2 separate regions of the Rattus norvegicus genome follow, and region 1 is linked to region 2. A link is a contact called in public Hi-C data. All regions are on one chromosome and are shown on one strand. Each heading gives the region's core, a stretch centred on a gene start, on an enhancer-like site or on the middle of the called end of the contact. The rest is flanking DNA. Distances are from core to core; before and after follow the strand shown. Region 1 holds the start of Cdc42ep3 (CDC42 effector protein 3). Region 2 has its middle 99 kb from the start of Cdc42ep3.

What was found. Hi-C and Micro-C count contacts between places; a contact is called where the count stands out from the background.
Region 1: a contact with region 2 is called in a Hi-C map of the A7r5 cell line, with 3 times the contacts expected there. The contact joins the promoter of Cdc42ep3 here to the enhancer-like site in region 2. A contact is called at or near these places in 2 of 12 Hi-C or Micro-C datasets (the A7r5 cell line and the Rat2 cell line).

Annotation. Positions count from the first base shown.
Region 1 is chr6:21,460,633-21,465,295 of GRCr8, reverse strand. It overlaps Cdc42ep3 (CDC42 effector protein 3), which reads right to left and starts at 2,215. Exons shown (of 2, transcript NM_001048044.1): 1 at 1,993-2,215. LOC134479326 (a long non-coding RNA gene) reads left to right here and starts at 2,445. Exons shown (of 2, transcript XR_010052493.1): 1 at 2,445-2,586; 2 at 3,238-4,082.
Region 2 is chr6:21,361,568-21,366,397 of GRCr8, reverse strand. No RefSeq gene overlaps it. Among named protein-coding and RNA genes, the nearest start is that of Cdc42ep3, 99 kb to the left of the region's middle. Within about 2 kb of position 3,302, at least 13 of the 93 cell types and tissues checked have an H3K27ac peak or open chromatin away from gene starts, as enhancers often do. A contact at or near this core is called in the A7r5 cell line, where this site is marked.

The sequences.
Region 1 (4,663 bases), core at 966-3,465, 100 kb before region 2:
CTGCCTCTAGTCCCCTTAAGATATGAGGCCGAGGGGCTGGGGAGTTAGCCCAGTGGTAGAGCGCTTACCTAGGAAACGCAAGGCCCTGGGTTCGGTCCCCAGCTCCGGAAAAAAAAAAAAAAAGAACCAAAAAAAAAAAAAAAAAAAAGATATGAGGCCGAATTTCAGGGCTCGGATTAGGGGGTGTGGGAGGGAGTTCATCTTACTTCATATCTTCAGGGGCTGCCACAGTCAGCCTCAGCACTGTGTTCCAATCACGGAATTCAGAATGCAAATCTCTAGCAGATGAGATGGCTAGAAAACAGAAACTGCCATGGACCCAGGAGGTTTCCAAAGCTCTCTACACATCATCTGTGAGGCCAGGGGCTGGTATCCGGGTCTTACACCATGGGTGAGGCCTACTGGAAAACCTAGGCACCTCCAGATGGACTGTCAACCAGTCCTCGAATATAGAGCTCATGCTTTGTCCCACATTGCTAGACATTTCACAGCCCCCTTATGTCTGAGTCCTTCGTTCTGAAAAAGGTGTTTGTGCTTACATCTAAACTGTCCATCAAATCACAATGGTGGAAACGTCTAGAACTGTCCAGAAGTTGTACTTCTTAGCTCAGTTGAAAGATCTTTTATAAGTCAGAACATTACAGGGGTCTTTTAATGGACTTAGGGATACCCCTGGGGCATCCCGGCTCCTTCCTGGTGAGGCTTATTTCTCCCTGTGATGTTAACGGGAAGTTCCCAAGTCTGGGTCTGCTATTAAAGCAGGGACATCTGCTACCCTCCTAATATTTTCAAGGCGGCAACCCCTCCTCCACCCCCTCCCAGAACTTGAGGATATGGTGAGGGCTACAAGCTGCCAGGGTGGGGAAGAAGCAGAAGGAATCTTTGTCTCCCTAACACATCCATCAGTTCCCTCCCCAGAGCCCCCTACACACTGCACACATCAGTAGCCCGCTCCCTGCAAATGCACCAAGGCTGTAAAGATTCATGTTCCAGTCCCCGCCTGACATTCCCCTTCCCACCCTCGTTTTAATTCACTCACTTTTTTTTTTTTTAAACAAAATGTAATTACTTGACTGTCAGCCGGGGCTGCACTCTGGGGCTTTTACTCCTTTCAACACAGATGTGCGCCCAGCTTTGATGCTGCTGTCCTCGCAGCTTGTCCCAGCCACAGCCGGCTCGGTAATGTAACATTCAAGTGCGTATTTATTTTTAAACTGACCTCTCCTAGACGGTGCAGTATAAAGCAGGTCCTGCCAAAAAAATATGCTACTTTCTATTTATAAGATGAAACACATGCCTTCCCTCCCAAAGGCGGGAGGGGGGTGGCGTATAATAATTCATAAAGAAAAAAACTGACTGGCCAGATCCATTCGTCCTCATCCTCGCATGGCTGTGTCAAGATACTTAGTGAGGAGGAGGAGAGGAGGAAGAAGAGAAGGAGCAGCCGCAGCAGGAGGAAGAGGAGAAGGAGGGAGTAAAGATCTTGTAAACGCTTCAGTTGTGCAGAAACCGCAATCAAGAAAGAAAATAATTTTTCCCAACTGCCAGATCTGCAGGTTGGAGCCTCAGCTAAAATGCACTGCCTCTGTCAGTGCGGAAACTGCCAAGCTGCGCGGTGCCCTCATAAGCGCCGCGGCGGTACAAACACACAACTAGAGGGGCGCGGTAGCCAAGTGCGGTTGGTTCTGATGGAAAAACGCAACTTGCGCCCAGAATGGCTGTCAATGGCCAGGAGGGGGCCGTGCTGCCTGCAGCCCCACCCTAAAGAAGTAGGCACTGATGGCAGAGCTCCGAGTCCTGATCCCCCCACCGGGACATCAAACATGATGTCCCCCTTTGATCCTCTGGACATCAGCTCAAGAAGGCGGTGCTCTAGATTATCTTCGCACCTTGTAAGTCTTCCAAGGCCACCATCTGCACTAGCTGGAAGGGACTTAGGTTGAGGGTCGGACAGACTTACAGGTGGAGAGGCACTGTGGGTTTCATACTCACCAGCTGTCTCCAAGGCTCCTTGCTTCTGCCCGGGGACCGGGCGTCGGCCCGGGTCGCCTCCCGAGGGCGCACACAATCCTCGCTAGTGCTCGCAGAACCCGAGGGGCGGCGACGGTTCACCGCCCAATCTGCTCCCGGACTGTGCGCAGCGTCTCCCGGAGGTAGGAGCTGCGAAACTGGGTTGCCAGCGAGCGTCCCGCTGCTGTGCTCCCAGCGGCAGTTGGAAGCGCCTGCGACGCTGTGCGCGCGGCTGCCGGACGCGCGGCCTCAACCTGCCCAGGGCGGGGCGCGGGGCGGGGCCCGGCGCGGGGCGGGGCTGTGAGGCCAGGGCAGGGCGGGGAGAAGGGTGCGGGCGGAGCCGGACCTTCCCTCCGCTGTACCTGTCCCCCACCTCCCCACCACCCTTAGACCTGCAGGAGTGGCGGCGAGGCTGCAGGCTCTTGGAGGACAATGGGCACCCACTGTCACCTCCCAGTCCCACCTCTCCCCGGTTGTGGCTTCTCTCTGAGGCAAACCCGGCTGGGGCTCCCTCAGGCACAAAGAGAAGTGGCGGGGTGCTCTCTGTAAAGAGGGGACCCCAGAGCGTTGCTGTCCGTAAGTGCGGGAGAACAATGGGACTCCGCCCGCACCCGGGACCCTCGTGCTCACCCTCGTGTCCCCGCCTCTCCCTGTCCTACCTAACCCACCTAGCAGTGCGGGGCTTCGCCGCGGAGGAAGGGGACCTGCGGGGAAGAAGGGCCACCGACCCGGTCGCCCGCAGCGCGACCGCAGCTCCCTGGGGACTCCCTGGCAGCCGAAGCTCTTGGGAGGGAAGAGGAGGGTCGCGTGCTGTCAGCGTGCAGCCTGCTTCCCTTGCAAGCTGTCGCCAAAACCCGGAGCGCGGATCAGACGCGCGGGAGACGCGGGGCTGGAGGCTGAGCGCCTGCGGGGCGCAAAGAAACGCAGACGCAGCAGGTTTTTCCTGTCTGGAGGGAGGTGTCTCCTCCCCCTCCAGGTCTGTCCGAGATTGACCTAAAGCTGCGGAAGCGGGGTGGCGGCTCTCCCGGACGCTCTGAGGGGCGGCGCAAGTGGCGCAGCTGCTGCCGCTCCGGACCATAAAATTCCGCCCACGGCGACACCTGCGCCTGTCGGTCACCGGGCCAGGGCCTCAGGACGACCCGCCCCTCTGTCCCTGGACCTCTGTAGGAACCCAGAGAATTAATGTTAATTGTCTGAACAGGTCGCCCTCTCTTCCTTCTCCCTTAGTCCGCCTGGTTGGAGACAGGAAAAGGTGGCGTTTTCCGGCCTTGAGGTCCCCGCCGGCTTGATTGACCTGGAAAAGGAGTTGGAACCCTGAGGAGTCGCACGCTCCGGGCCGGGCCCCAACCCTGGGACAAAGCTGAGCCCCTCCAGGAGACCTTGGCTTCCCTGAGCGCTCTGGGCTTCAGGTCTTCACCAGGGTGCCCCGAATCAATAGCTCTGAAACCTTAGACTAGGGTGCACTTTAAGCCCAGGTTTTAAACCACGGTCAATGTTAAGGTGAATTTAAAAAGGAAGCGGACACAACTGTTCGGGAAAGCAAAATACTTGGGTGGAGTGTTAAAAGCCTCAAAGAAAATAATAGTTGGCAGGTTAAACAGCCATGAGGTCGGAAGTCAAATTCAAAACCGCAGAAGTGATACCAGAATTTTGACAAGCAAAACAGTAGGTGAAGATAAGGGACCCGGCCCTGTTTCCTTTCTCCAACTGACCGCCTGCTCCCAAGTTGCCTTTGGCAGACACCTGGGTTCCACTCCAGATTCCTCAGAGTTTTACTTGGGGCTCATATTTCAAAATATATGTTCCATTTGGCACTAATGTATACATTTTATATACGGATTTATTGAAAAATATTAAATGTTACTGGCCTAGTTAGATAAAAAGTATTTTATAAATATTTATGCACAGCTTTCATTACATATGGCATTTGAAAAAGTACAAATACGCATGTATATACAATGCTGTGTGAAAATTCCTTTTGCATGCATACATTCCTCACACATATGTCTTGTGTGATTTTTTTTCACTTGTTCTATTGCTAGCTGCCATTAAAAGCGGTCCATTTTCACGTGTCTAAGTGAATAATTTCTTTTACAGTTTGTGCAAACATAGGGTGGCAGGTAGCTGGAAGTTAAGACTTTTGTTCCAAAACCCCATTTTCATTCTACTGTGCTGTTCCTGTTTCATCCAGAGGTGGTTTCTCACTATATGTGTTTTTAAAAAGGCTTTGCCTTGGAGCCCTATGCAGACAATCTGTGTGTGACCTACTTCTTCAAAGGTCCAGTGGTGCTGGCTTGATCCATCCCGGCTTCTCTGAGGCCCTGTGTCATTTTATTTTATTTGTGCTGAACACCTTCAGTGAGGAAAAAGAGCCCTCGACTTGCGAATTTTCTTTCCAAATGAGTTCATTTCCTGATTTAGTCATGGCAGCATTTAGGTTTCGTGGGTTTAGCGTTAACTTTAGAAGGTTCTCCTGCTAAGCAGAAAGGAAAACCTTGCTTTCTTTCTGAAGGCTGAGACTTCTGAGACTCTGTATTTCAGAGAGGGTTAGCCTTGAATAAAAAAAAATCAATGGGAATCTTGGAAGTCTGTGACTAATATCTATAGCACATGGACCTGTGGATGAGTCCCTGTGAAGCCAGACTAGACTAGT
Region 2 (4,830 bases), core at 2,053-4,552:
CCTGAATTCAACAGAAAGGACTTAGCAGTCAAACCCGTGGTACTTTCTCTGCCTGTCATACCCACCAATGTAATGATTGCCTTAGAGGTTTAAGGAGCCATTTTATAATTTCACAGATCAGTGTTCAACCCATTTAAAATAAACACCAGTTAAAACATTTTGAATTATACAGATCAATAATAGCTTCTATAAGAGTAAAGTAAATACATCAAAATGTTAGATTCTTCAAGAAAAATTCCTGAACATGAATGCATGTGTTACTATGAATCTGTGTTAAAAATAAAACTCTTGAATATATTAAAAGTCAAGATTGAACAAGGAGTTTGGTAGTACACCACTATCACTTAGAAAGCTAAAGCAGGAAGTAGTATTGTGAGGTTGGGGACAGCCTGAGCTACGTGGTAAAATATTAGATAGATGGATGGATGGATGGATGGATGGATGGATGGATGGATGGATGGGTGGATGATGGATGGATGGATGGATGGATGGGTAGATGAACAGATAGATGGATAGAGTGATATATGGGTAACACTGATGGGTGGATAAAAGATAGATAGATAGATAGATAGATAGATAGATAGATAGATAGATAGATGATAGATAGTTAACAAAAATATTTATTGCCAATGAAATTTCCAGGTATTCATTCATTAGGCAAATCTTTTGTAGAGAGCATGAGCTCAGGGTATAGGATATAGGTGTGAGACAATCTCTTCTTTGTTCTTTCTCTCCAATATCCACTGTTTGTTTTATGACCTGTGTAGTCATTCACACAGCATTGCAAGCTGGGTATGGATTAGACAAGTAGCAAGATCAAGGCCAACTCTGATATATATTTTTGCTTTTGGAGATAAAAGTATGGCTGGACAGTGTTTTTCTTCCTGCAGGAGGGCCTTTCACCCATCATGGTGACTGAGAAAATTGGGGTTAAAATAGTCCCACCTCAATGGACAGTGTCACCACCTGCCCTGAAAAGAGTTGTGAAGAGGAGGGGTCAGTGAGCCTGTGTTCTTGAGGCAGAGTCTGCTTTGCCCTCTACACTAATGCCAAGTACATGGATAAGGCCAATGTTTAAGAGCAGGCCTCATCAGTAGTGCACATTCAGCGGTGGCCACCAGGCTTTAAGGGATGAAGGGCACCATACCTAGTCCCTAAGACAGATGTGCCACCTAGCTATGTTCACATGTCACTTATTCTCCTAAAGAGAGCCAGGCTCACTGCTAGACAAAGACCAATTGCACACAGCGTTTGAAATGGGCATTAGAAATTTTGTAATTGTGTGAGAAGTAGGATTGTTTAGTCTAGGCTATGCCCCACGGTTACCTGGCAACAGCCAGCTGTGCCTGACTCACTATAAAAGGGGCTGCTTGCCCCCTCCTCACTCTCTTGCTCTCTTCTCCTCTTGCCCTTGCCCCTTACCCTCCATGTGCTCATGGCCAGCCTCTTTCCTCCCCCCCCTTTCTGTCCCTCTCTCCCTCCCTCCCTCCTTCTCTCTCTCCTCCTCTCTCTCCCTCTCTCCCTCTCTCCCTCTCTCCCTCTCTCTCTCTCTTTCTGCGTGTGTGAGCGCTAGTGCGCAGCGTGCCTTTGCCTTTCTTTGTTTTTACTCCCGTACTCCTCAACTCCCCTCCCCCATGCCTTAAATAAATTCTATTCGATACTATACCATCGTGAGGCTGGTCCCTCAGGGGGAAGGACATGAGCCCAAAGAGGCACCCTCTTCCCCCACACCATACCACTCCTCCACCAAACATATCCCTGGCTTTCCTCTTTTTAAAATATAAAACACAACGTTGATGCTGAGATTTATCATCCAAGACAGACCTTTCTCAAGAGGACATTATTATAAACCATGCTGGGCTGACAGGCATACAGGAGCTTGCCTAGAAAAATCACATGACCAACCTACAAGAGGGGAGCTGCTTGGCATGGCTGCGTCTTCTCTGTAGTAGGTTTACAATCAATTGCATTCTTGAGACATTAAGAGTCCAGGAGGTTCCGCCTCCGGGGTTACACTGCCTGGAAATGGTTTCAAGGGTGTATTTTGGGACAAAACAGAGTTGTTGAAGAAAATGTCCCTATAAATGCGTAGTGATCGTTACGTAAGAGGTCACATTCCCACTTGCCTTCCCAGTGTGGTTAGAGAAAATTCTAGAATTAGAAAAGAAACCAAAAAATGAAAGACCTGCTCTGAGGGTTTAATTTTGCCCTTTACAAAACAAACATTCAAAGTGGCTGACGGAATCTTTAAAAAGGTCTCTGTCAGTCTTCTACCTCTTATTCATCCTGTCTACATTCAATTGATGTTCTCCTGTTTTCCTTTTAGGGAAAAAATGTTACTTTTCTCTGCCGCTTAGAAATCTTGATAGTTCATCGATCTGAAGCTTGCTACATGGAAAGTGCACATTATCTTTGCCAAGGCATGGCTGCTGGTCCAGTCCGCATCATTTCATTATCAAATCCTGCTTTATATGAAAGGCCTTGGATGTATCATCTCAATCGGAAAAAACGCTTCCTCCACAGCTCAGGAGAGAGAGCCTGGGCTGTCATAGGAAGAGACAAGCTAGAGCTGGGGAGAGAAAAGGGTGTAAATAAAGGCCTGAGCAGAACTATAAGAAATAGCTAGCATTCCTGGCTTCCCACAAAGGATAGGTCAAGGAGAGGGAACGGGCTGTCGGGATGGCGTGTACACCACAACTATTCTCTCTCAGGCCTAACCCAGTCCGCTGAAAGCACATAAACCTCCCCAGTAAGAAGGCCCGGAGTTTATTTTGCTGTGTGGCATTAAATGTCCGGGGGTAATTACACATGAAGTCTGTCTATCAGGCAGGATGGGGTCAAACTCTGCAGCAAATACACAGCCGCCGCTTTCCTGACTACGTGTTAAATGTGCTTTTGCTCACAACTGTCAAAGCCATATTCAGAGCAGCTCTGTGTTTAAAAGTCCGAATCCCCAGGCTCCAGTCAAAACAAAGTTTGCCTCTTTCCATGCGGCCACAGGCAGGCAGTCTCCCTCAGAACCCTGATGTCAGCCTTTTGGATCGGGATTTTGGACAAGGAGGCACGGCTGCTCTTCCTCGCATGGGCAATGATTTGAGATTTGGCAATGTGTGTCTCGTTTTTACTGAGACTCTGGAGCAGAAAACCCACTTCATGGTCGGTAACGTAAAGCGCCACACACACCCCAAGACAAAAGCAGCTACTCAGCCGGTCTTTTTTCAGCTCCGCTCTGTCTTCGGGGGCTGGTTTTAGCTTCTGCTCTTAGACCTATAAAATGCTCTATTGAGACTATTTCACTGGGTTTCCAGTGAAGGGGATTTCCAGCTACTGGAAATACCCAGTGCCAGTCTAAGCTCATTTGTTTTTCTTAATATGAGTCTCTAGTTACAGACAAAGAGCAGAAACTGCTTGGAACTGGGTGCTAATTCGCTCAAGTTCTACCAAGGCAACACGGAAGGAGCTAGGACTCATGGGAAACAAGATGCTGTGACGCACAGGTCAGCTGGTAGATAGATCCCTCCTTCTAAGCTAGGTGGATGGACATTTTGGGGGTGAGAAAATTAAGAATAAATTCCCTCATAGCCCAGCCTAATAACAGAAGGGTCTTCGTGTCCCACCATTGTCGTCATCTCTTTGGTCAAGCCTGCAGTAGAGAGTCCTTGTGTGACGTATAGCCTTTGGTAAGCATCGTGATAAAGTAGTTTTGATTTTTGTCCAGTTCAGATGACTCCATGGGCAGACACCTTGGACTTCCTGATACAGCCATAATTTCAAATATTGAATTGGTGATGTCTATAAGCCTGCCAGGACCGTGTTCCTTCTATGTTGGACTCAGAGAATGTGGCTGCATAAATCTTAGAAGATGAGTGTGTTTTATGGGAAAGACAGAGGAGTAGGAGAGAAGGAAGGGGTGGGCACATGGAGTACAGACGTTGAGACAAGAACCATAACAAGAATTTGCATGGCAAGTATCCTTAGTTGTCACAGTGGCAGGCACTGTAGCACTGGTTTTATGACATAAAAGAGGAAGCCAGAATTCGGAGAGGCTCGTCGAGCTGTAGTATTCTACAGAGAAGTAGTCTGTTGGGGGAGTTTAGGTGGAGTCATTCACATAGGAAGGCCCACAGTAACTGAGATACAGCATTCTGTGAGCTGGAGTTCTAAACTACACAGGAGAAGGCAAAGCCAGTCTGTCACTCATCTCTTTCTGCTTCCTAACTACACACTCTGTGTGACCAGCTGCCACAGTTGCCCACCGGAACTCCTCCTCCTTAATGGCTCAAAGATAATCAGAAGTGGATCTTCTAGGAGATTCTAGATCCTGTCACAAGATTGCAAGAGCAATCATCACAGGGAGGGGATCTGCTTTCTGGAGTCCACCCATTTAATTTATCGCATCCAAATTATTCTTACTGAAATACCTGTGATAACATTTGACCAAAGGCACCCTGAGACCTAGTCCAGTGGGATAGCATTTGACCAAAGGCACCCTGAGACCTAGTCCAGTGATAGATAGATAGATAGATAAATAAATAAATAAATAAATAAATAAATAAATAACCATCACATAGCATGGTCATGAAGTGATGAAACCAGGCTTCAAAACAAAGTCCTTTTGACACTAAGCATTATGGCCTGTCTACCATTATATATGAGTTATCAATTTTGTTCTCAACCAAGTTACCTGTTCTTAACAATACAAGATTCACAAACATTAAAAACTCCCCCCTCATATAGAGGAGTGTTATTTGCTCACATGCTATAAAATGTGGGCCACGTGTACCCCTAAGCATTATTCCTAGTGGAATCCATTTTTGTTCATTATATCCT